Regions from separate parts of the Mus musculus genome. Here region 1 is linked to region 2. The links are chromatin contacts, called in public Hi-C maps. All regions are on one chromosome and are shown on one strand. Each heading gives the region's core, a stretch centred on a gene start, on an enhancer-like site or on the middle of the called end of the contact. The rest is flanking DNA. Distances are from core to core; before and after follow the strand shown.

Region 1 (4,905 bases), core at 1,421-3,920, 33 kb after region 2:
CTGGCCAACTACAGAAAACTTATCCTAATCTATCAGAGTAAAGTTCTACCGCCCCGGCTCCAACAAATGCCACCCGACGCTATCAACTCCAGCAACTTACTTCATCAAACATGGAATTAGCTTTCATATAATAACTAACAAAAGTATGCACTTGTCCGGTATGTTGGTTATCTTTGGAAGATATGCTTGCAATTTTAATGTTCTATGGGGTTTTTTTTGTTTTTGTTTTTCTTTGTTGTTGTTTTAATCCATTTAAGGAAAACATCATAAAGCTTGGAACTAAATGACCCAGCAATTGAAAACTTAAACAATGAAGACATTTAGCCTTGTGACAACGCCACGGTGTGTGGCCTAGTAGTAAATGAGAACGTAAATATGTTTGCCCAAAAAGAAGATAGAAAAGGAAAAGAAAAGCTATCACTCCAAATGAAATCAATTGTTTGGCGTTTTACGGGGGCTCTGGGGTGGGTTCCCCAAGGACACTCATGCTATGCATGATCTCTGGTTCCACAGATGTGATTAATTTTGCTTCTGTGATTAGGTATGTTACATGACATAGATTTATGGCCAGGGATGTTGTTTGGATGGGTCTGGCCTAATCATATGGCCCTTGAAAAGCCAAGCGCGTTCCCTGGTTAGTAGCAATTGAGAACTAGTTTGCGTACCTGGTTATCTGAAGGTTGAGGAGCCTGCATGTTAAAGTGTATGGACAGCCTGTGTGATCCTGTCCTGGACTCACAGCAGCAAGGTGAGGTGCCGGCCTTCAGTGCTACAGCTACAAGGAACCTAATTCTGATACCAGCACAAGTGAGTTTTCCTTCAGTACCTCCAGATGGAGGCCCAGATCAGCAGACGCTTGAGACTAGCCTAGGAGGGGCTACATGGAGTGCTAGCACTGAGTGGACCTTCTAGACCATAGCACGGTGGGTGCTCGCACTGAGTGACCTTAGAAGCCAGCTTTGATTCATAAGGCCTCTCTCTGTTCCTCCAGGGAGCAAACATTGGTTCTGGGGGAAAAGTGATTTTTAAAAATACCTTATTTTCTCACATCTAAACCAGTTGGGGATAGTTGAGGTATCTCAGAAGTCCTACTGGGAGAGGAATAATAAACAAAGTATTAGTAAATGCTTACCTAAAATACAAGTTCAATATTTGGTTTCTACTGGTTTTTGCCAGTCTGCTTCTAGTGCAGTGGTTTGGGGGCCGAACAACCCTTTCACGGGAATTGTGTATCAGAGATCTTGCATACCAGATATTTATATTATGATTCACAGCAGTAGCAAAGTTACAGTTATAAAGTAACAACAAAAATATTTTATGGTTAGGGGCCTCCACAGTGTGAGAAACTGAATTAAAAGGTTGCAGCACTAGGAAGGTTGAGAACCACTGCTCTGGCGAAAGACAAACTGAACAGAGGCAGGGAAACGGAATGGAAGGTCCGTTTTGCTCTCTGCTGAAGCCTAAGAACCGGGCATGGTCCTAGGACCTCAGAGGTGTTCAGTTAACAGGGAGATGGTGAAGTGGGTGGCAACCTCTCTGGGTGCTCACGAGGTCACAGCAAGGGAGGTTTCCCTGCAGATCCAGGCTCTTCCAGGCAGGTCTGATGAAGTTTACAGGACAGCTAAGGCAGATAAGGCTTTTCTTTCCCTTGTGCTGAGTCAATGCCAGAATGTAGCTCTGAGGATGGGCCCCCATGAAAAAGTTGACGGGGGCCTGCTTTTAATGTAAAAAACTTGCACCTCAAATGTCTGAATGCCGTACTGGGAACTGAGACTGAAGGAAGGACCATCCAGAGACTGCCCCATCCAGGGATCCATCCCATAAACAACCACCAAACCCAGACACTATTGCATATGCCAACAAGATTTGCTGACAGGAGCCTGGTATAGCTGTCTCCTGTGAGGCTCTGCAAGTGCCTGGCAAAAACAGAAGTGGATGCTCATAGTCATCTATTGGGTGGAGCACAGAGCCCCCAATGAAGGAGCTAGAGAAAGTACCCAAGGATCTAAAGGGGTCTGCAACCCTACAGGAGGAACAACAGCATGAACTAACCAGTACCCCAGAGCTCGTGTCTCTAGCTGCATATGTAGCAGAAGATGGCCTGGTCAGCCATCAGTAGGAGGAGAGGCCCTTGGTCTTATGAAGATTATATGCCCCAGTATAGGGGAATGCTAGGGCCAGGAAGCAGGAGTGGGTGGGTTGGGGAACAGGGTCGGGGAAGATATAGGGGACTTTCAGAGAGGAAACTAGGAAAGGGGATAGCATTTGAAATGTAAATAAAGAAAATATCTTTTAAAAAAATGACAGGGTCTGTCTTGCCTAGGCCACTGTGATAGGAATGTCACCTTGCACAATGGTGGCAGCCACGGGCAGTCTCTGTGAGCTGTGAGGGTTGTGTTTAACACTGGAGCCTGTTGTTTAGAAAGTCGGGGAGGGTGAGGGTTGAGCAGTTTGCTATGGATGCCATGGCAAAATGCTCCCTTCTTGGATAGTTTCAAGATGAGAATTGTATTTTCTCACATTTTAGGAAGCTGAAACGTACACGGGCAAAGTCCAGCAGGGCTCAGGGCAGGACGAGGGCTCGTTCTTCCTCCTCATCAGCCAACTCTGTGCACGTGTGTGAAGAGAACAAGCCTTCTGGTATCTGCTTTTTAAAAGATGCCAGTTGTTCTGCTTTGGGGCCCCGCCTATGACATCACAGTTACAGCCTATGATGGTTTGTCGCATTGGGCATTGAGCTCCAACATAAGAATGTTGAAGGGCCACAGACATTTAGTCCATAGTAGATGTAAAATGGGGAGACAGGTGCAGGGTGGAACCTTCAAGCAGATGCTGAAAGTCACACCAATGGGACCTTGGGGTTGCATTCTGGTATCCTACACTCACCAGGGAGCTCAATGTACAACCGGCCTAGGCATTGAAGAAGCTAGAGGAGAACCTAGGGGGAAGACAAGGAGTATTTACCTGGATTTTTCTTCCAAAAAGTAAGCTGGGCGTGGTGGCGCACGCTTTTAATCCCAGCACTTGGGAGGCAGAGGCAGGTAGATTTCTGAGTTCGAGGCCAGCCTGGTCTGCAAAGTGAGTTACAGGACAACCAGGGCAATACAGAGAAACCCTGTCTCGAAAAAAAAAAAGTAATGGGTCTTATCTTTCATGTGTGGCTGGAGGCAATGGGTAAATTTGGAACTCAAAGTTGAGGCATAACAGTAGTAGGTAAGTAGGTTATCAAAATAGCAGAGATTGGAGAAAAAGGCTCATTTTAGAAATGGAGTGGCAGGAATGACATCATAAATAAATATAGTTTGCTTGCCCTGAGTCTCTCAAGGTTATGGTTCAAACGTTCTATGTCTGGGATTCAAGTCTCGCTCACATGGACCAGTCGGTATAGATGAAAAATGGCAGCCATGATTCGAACTCACAGAACAACTGTAAAAATGTCGTCTACTAACACATTCACTGAACAAATATTTTGAGCACCAGCTGTGTGTCAGGCATTATTTCCTGCACCAAGGACAAAGGAAAGAAGAGAGAGACAATGACATCTCTCTCTCATGGAAGTGACCATGGGGTGAGAAGAGAAATAATGCAATAAATAATGAAATAAAAGCGAATAACATATTATTAATCTCTCAGTGCCCAAAATCAGCTGTCTTTCACATTTGTTCTGTTCTGAGTAGTTGCCACTTCTCTTGCAAATGCCAAGGCAGAGCTTCCTGCCTGGGGCCATTCTGCTATACAGGGTCATGTCCCAGGTGAGACTCAGCCTAGGTCTTCTGACTTCACAAATCCCTCTTCTCGCAGAAAATGCAAGCTCAGGGTTCACAGACTTACAACATTAAAGCAAATATATTATCTCTATAGGACAGGTGGCGATGATCTCAGACTCACAAATGACTATGTAGGCAGATGCTTCGTCAATGATAGAGAACGTACATGTGGCCCCAGTGAACTCATTTTCTGAAAGTAACTGGTTTCTATTAAGACGGAGACAGTCGTGGTGTGCTGACACAGAAGTAAGGCAGGAGAGTGGGCTGAAAACTGGGAATCTAGCAGTTCCTTAGAATAAGAGAAGGGAAGGGAAAAGTGCCAAATCCGAGAGCCAGCTGTGTTAGCCCCACCACAGATACAAGTGGCATTGGGTTTCTGCCACTCAAGTTATAAAGTCAATAAAGGTGGTAAGTGGAAGAGGGGGGGAAAACATTACCACGTGTTTAAAATGGAAAGCTTTCTCTCTGATGAATAATAATTCCTAATTCCTCCCCTTTCCCAATCCCTGCCAACTACTTTACTACTTTCTGTTTCTATGGCTTTGGCTGTTGTAAAATATTCAGAGAAGAGTGTGGTGCTCCTATTTGTTCCCTACTGTTCTTACAGTCTATCCTCACTGTGTACCATGGCAGGACCTCCTTTGGTTGTTAAGACTGGACAATACTCTACAGAGCACACATGCTTCACTTTCTCTGTCCATGCCAGTGGACATCTGGGTATGTTTCTGTACCTTGGCTGCTGTAAATGATGCTTCAGGAGACTCAGGAGTGCAGCTCTCTTTTCTGGATTCTGATCTCAGTTACTCTGGACATGGGCTCAGCAGCGGGATTGCTGCCTCCCATGGCAGTTCTACACTCCTTCCCACAGCAGGGACACCATCTCACATCCTCACCCACCTAGACAAGAGCTCCCATTCCTCTACCTCTTTGGGAACACATGCCTTTAAAAAACAACAACAACAACAACAACAAAAAACCCAGAAAACAAACAAATAACAACAAAGCAACCAGCTATGTCAGCCGGTGTAAGGCTGACCTGTCTCTTTTATCCCATGGCATTGGACATTTTTTCCTAGGTAGCTGCTGGCCATTTCTGTGTCTTGTTTATGTCTTGTTCAGCTCATGGTTTAGTTGGTCT
Region 2 (4,915 bases), core at 955-3,454:
TGGTGAAGGCCTCCTTGCCTATGTCACAACATGGTAAAAAAAAAAAAAAAAAAAAAAAAGCAAAGAGGGACCATGCTGTGTGCAGGAAGAGTCGAGGCAAGTGGGTGGGCTGGCCTCACTTTGTAAGAGCTCCCTCTCACAAGGGCCATCTCACTGCAGACAGCCAGCACCCCTTCTAAAGGCAGCCCCACAAACCACCTCTCACTAGGCCCCAATCCTCTATGGTCAACCCCTCTAATTGCATAGGGGAACAAGCTATTAGCACACGTACCCATAGGGGCCGTACTCAAACCACAGCAAGGCCAAAGTTAGAGCAAAGCTGTGTTTTGATAACTAACCAGATCTGAAGCATTAACAGCTACATGACATCCTTAGACCACTTTGAAGACTAAGAGCATACCTTGACCACAATGGCCTAATCATATGTGCTCCCAGACTCTTGCCCCAATTCTTTATTTATTTTACATAAGTCTGTGACCCAAAGATAGACTAGGGATGTGCTCACTGAATGCTAGATTTATTCCTCTTCCCGATGTAGCCCACACTGAATAATTCTCTCTCTGCTTTCAGTGTTACACTTCTCCTAGGTTGAATACTGGGACAGGTCCCTTTGCCTAGCTTGTTTGTGCTGCCAGAGGCCAAGCATTTCCCTAAAACTCTGGTTGCAATATCAATGTATTTGCTCATTTCAAAGGAGGCAGGGCTGATCCTTTGGGTCCAGGTACATGTTCTCATCAATAAAAGAATTCATATATGGCCACAACTGGATGCATATGTATAGACAGCTGCCTGGGAGACCTCCTTAGGATAAATTTTTGTGGACTCAGCTATGTTGGTAAGGAGTCATTTGTCTAGCTCTATCCTTTGTGATAATTAAGTTGTATGATGAGTTGTATAAGCAATACCCAGGGCACATGTATGTTACTGATTTGAAGCTGTGGAACCTGATCAGTGCAGCCAAAAGTTCCCAAAGTCCTCCTTACCAGTAGAATGCCAGCAGTGGAAGGTCTCACACACATCATCTGGTAGAAATCTTTGGGAACTGTTCATCCCTTGGTCTTTTGCAGCCAGCAAGTATTTTGAAAAATCTAGTACTCCCCCACTTCCTTTTGTTTAACATGGACAAGGAAGAAGGGCAATTTGCCTCATAGGTAAAAGAAGGAGGGAATTCTATAATGAGGGAGTTGGCCACTGCTCCTAGTCTCTGATCCACTATGGCCTTTCTCATATGGAATGACAATTACTTAAGACAAAATAGGCAAATGCGGGCAGAGCTGTATTGAGTGAACAGGGCTTGCAGCTTTCAAAGAATTTATTGTATGTTACTCAACACCAAGTTCATTTATTTCAAATTGAAGTCATGGTGGGAACGGTTAAAACTTCTGAGCATTATGACTAGGGATCCATAGTTAAGAGCACAAAGGATGTAAAACCAAATGAACGCCTCACTCAGGATTCACCTAGGAAATGGTTATTACTGAAGCAAATCTCAGTTCCTTGAGTCTTGGCCAGGACAACCACCCTTGCTTCAAGCATCTTCCTGTAGCTTTGTGGCTGATACAATAGGAAAGCGTCAATGGAAAGGCATGGTGGGAGAAAATGGGTTACACATCTCTAAAGGACTGCTCACCATTTATTGCAGTGCCATTCTTGGGACTGGCTCTCTGCTGCACGTCTGCACAGCAGTGTTCACGGTCTTCTGGCTTGTGCCTTCTGCTCGTCATAAATCACTTGGGTGAAAAGATATTTCTAGCCAGATGAACTCTCTCCCCCTCATCCACATTTACCCTAAAGGGTGAATGCGTTGTTCCCAGGAAACCACCTGGTTCCTTCTAATTTGTTAGAGGAAGAGTCTCTCAAACCTGCCCTAGGAAAAGGACCTGTGCTCACCTTCATACCTCCTGCTGCCCAGTGTCATGGATTCAGCTGTTCTAGGACAGTCTAGGGCAAAGTGACTTGCAATCTTCAGCACTATGAGTAAGCTACAAAGGAAATACAATTCAGTCTATCAGTCTATGAGAGAGGGAGAGAGAGAGAGAGAGAGAGAGAGAGAGAGAGAGAGAGAGAGAGAGAGAGAGAGAGAGAGAAGAGTGCAAACTGGGAGCTCAGAGCCAGAAATGTTACTCTCCAAAGGTTTCCTGGAGGCTTCCTTTGAATTTCAATCCTCAATGTTTTGTTGGCTTGGCTCAGCGAATCTAATTATATAGAGAAGACAGAGAAGCAGCTGCATTTAGCAAGTCAGAAAAGTCCCCTGGCAGTCTACCCTAGGAACAGCTAAGCATATGGAGTCATGCAGAGCCCCTGAAGACTCTACTCCTTGAGTGACATCAAGACAGGGAAGGCTGCCCATATGACCTAACTGAGAATTGCCAGTGTATTTCCTTTATTCTCTCTCTCTCTCTCTCTCTCTCTCTCTCCCTCTCTCTCTCCCTCCCTCCCTCCCTTCCCCCTGTCTTTCTTTCCTTCTTTCTTTTAATTTAGAGATATTTTCTTTCAGACTAACCTTCTCAGCTATCTAATCCCCTGCACCCAACAAGGGAGCAAGCAGTACTTTTTATAACCCCATAGGGTGACAAAGGTGTGTTCCCCCCCCCCATGCCTTCCTGGGTGGGTGCTTTCCACTTTCCCTGCCTCCTAAGGTGAGAGGGATCAGCTGTACCTGAGTGCTTAATGTCAACCATTTTACTTCCTAGTGGAGACTGTGACTGGCTCCACAGGCAACCATCCACCTACCACCATCACGGCCCACCCCCACCTCCATACCAGGAGCCTAGTTGTCTCAGACTGTCTGGAGACAAAAGGTGGTGGAGGGGCATCAGTGCTCCCTCATGCCTGTGCCTACGTTCATCCTGGGAGGACCATCCTAGCTTCCACTTTCAAGGCATCGCTGGGAAACCAAGGTGAGCCAGTCCCTGGTGCAGGCAGTAAAGGCACACTGTGCACAAAGTTTTAAAACGCTAATAAAACAGCCTCAGCGGCTGTCTGCTTTTTATTACCGCCTCGTTCCAGGAGTCTAGAGGGTATGAGCAAAGACAAGGAACAGTGTCTTTTCCTTCTAACTGCCTCGGGCTTGTTGGTCCCTGTAACAGAAAACAAATGAAGAAGACAAAAGGCATACCCATCTATTGCACACACATCTATGGGACATAGAACCTTCATAAGGAAATGGCTGCATGGGAAACAAGAACAGAGGCTGCAACTGCTATGAGCAGTGACATCCTCTGGGCTAACAAATGTCAATTGGGTCAGAATGAAAACCTGGCTTCTCTCCTCTTATTTAGTATCTGGTTTCTTAGTTGTCTCATTCTCTTCTATACTCACCCTGGATGTCAGAAACAACACTTTATGGATAAATATCTGTTAAAAAGATTTTATTTTAGTGTGTGTGTGTGTGTGTGTGTGTGTGTCTGTGTGTGTGTGTGTGTGTGTGTGTGTACATGCATGCATGTACAAATGTGCAATTGCCTACATAGACCAGAAAAGGCATCAGATCTGTTGAACCTGCAGTGATAGGCACTTGTAAGCTATGCAAAATGGTTACTGGAACACAAACCCCAGTCCTTGAATAGGGCATTAAACACTCTTAGCCATGGAGCTACCTCAGCCATAAAATACATATTTTATGGCTGAAATAGAATCTACTGCCTCTCACCTGGCAGGAATGACTATATCCTGAGTTGACCAATCCTGAGATAGTAATCATCAGACCACAATACGGCCAAGTCTACACAGTTTCTATCATCCCTCCCTCCCATAACCAGGGAGCTCATGTAGACCATCTTCCCCAAAATAGCCATATTGATTATGGGAATCCTTTCCATCATTACTTTTGCTTGATTTTCATAGGGCAAGTGGCCAAACTTGCCTTATGGGGCACTCAGAGTTTGGCTTCTGAGACATTATGACTATGGTAACAGAAGGAGTTAAGTCTTGAGTTTTAATTTCTAGGTTTCAGGGAGAATGAAGAGGAATAGACCGATGGGATGGATGAGAAAAGTACATTGGGATGTCATGAGTGTGAAATGCCAAAGGCATATGTGCACCCTTGTGTCCTTCCACACTCAGAATCACAACAAACTCACAGGTAACATTGATTTTATCGGCTGCAATCCGCCCAAGTATTCCTGCTTTCCCTCGACAGCTGGCCATTGGCAAATATAGACTTTTTTATTCTAATATTAACTCTATTTATCACCCTACCCTTACAATCTGCACACACACACACACACACACACACACACACACAGTCACATGACAAGAGATCAGGGAGGCCATCATGATCATAATAGTAGGTATCCTCTTTATGGAGTCCAGGTGAGGGTGTTCAGCCTGCTTGGTCTCGAGTGTACAGTAATCACCCGTGCCTGGTTTTTCTGCTGTGACTTGAATAGGTCTGTGTTCTCATGTCTCTGGTCTGCTTTGATAAGCTCATAGGTGGAACCATTGCCTTCTGAGGACTACGCGATTCATCAGTCTGTGTCTTAGGTTGGGTAGACCGATGGTGACGTGCACATGCATGAGGTGAAAAGTCATTCTGCTTCTGCATTTGCACTCAAAGCCAAAGGCTGCTTATGAGTTAGAATATAAGCCAGCAAGATGGTGCTTCAGCATGAAGGATGCCCACCAATGGCAGGCCTGGTGACCTAAATCCATCCCTGGAACCTATGTAAACAAAGACTGAGAGAACTGACTTGTCCAAGTTGTCCTGACTTCCACACCGTACGCCATTGTGTGCACGTGACCATACTCACATACAATACAACCTCTTGACATTTTAGATAGTCACCAAGAGCAAAAAGCAGCCTGGAGATGCTATTTCCTGTGTCACGTGAAGGAGCTTACAGCCCGCTCTTCATATGGAGGGAGAAGCATGAGCCATCTGTGGCCTCAGCTTCCTCTTTGTGCCCTTGAGTCT

Evidence for each region. A called contact is a pair of places that touch in the nucleus more often than the background predicts.
Region 1: a Hi-C map of cortical neurons shows a contact between it and region 2, with 1.8 times the contacts expected there. The contact joins the promoter of 1700085C21Rik here to the enhancer-like site in region 2. A contact is called at or near these places in 6 of 484 Hi-C or Micro-C datasets (8-cell embryo, the HL-1 cell line, the HPC-7 cell line and 3 more) and 2 of 115 datasets of contacts at active chromatin or transcription factors (embryonic fibroblasts and embryonic stem cells).

Annotation. Positions count from the first base shown.
Region 1 is chr12:82,936,485-82,941,389 of GRCm38.p6, forward strand. It overlaps 1700085C21Rik (RIKEN cDNA 1700085C21 gene), which reads right to left and starts at 2,671. Exons shown (of 3, transcript NR_046045.1): 1 at 2,521-2,671; 2 at 1,036-1,091. All of the region lies in intron 2 of Rgs6 (regulator of G-protein signaling 6), which reads left to right.
Region 2 is chr12:82,903,752-82,908,666 of GRCm38.p6, forward strand. All of the region lies in intron 2 of Rgs6 (regulator of G-protein signaling 6), which reads left to right. Among named protein-coding and RNA genes, the nearest start is that of 1700085C21Rik, 33 kb to the right of the region's middle. Within about 2 kb of position 2,205, at least 13 of the 459 cell types and tissues checked have an H3K27ac peak or open chromatin away from gene starts, as enhancers often do. A contact at or near this core is called in cortical neurons, where this site is marked.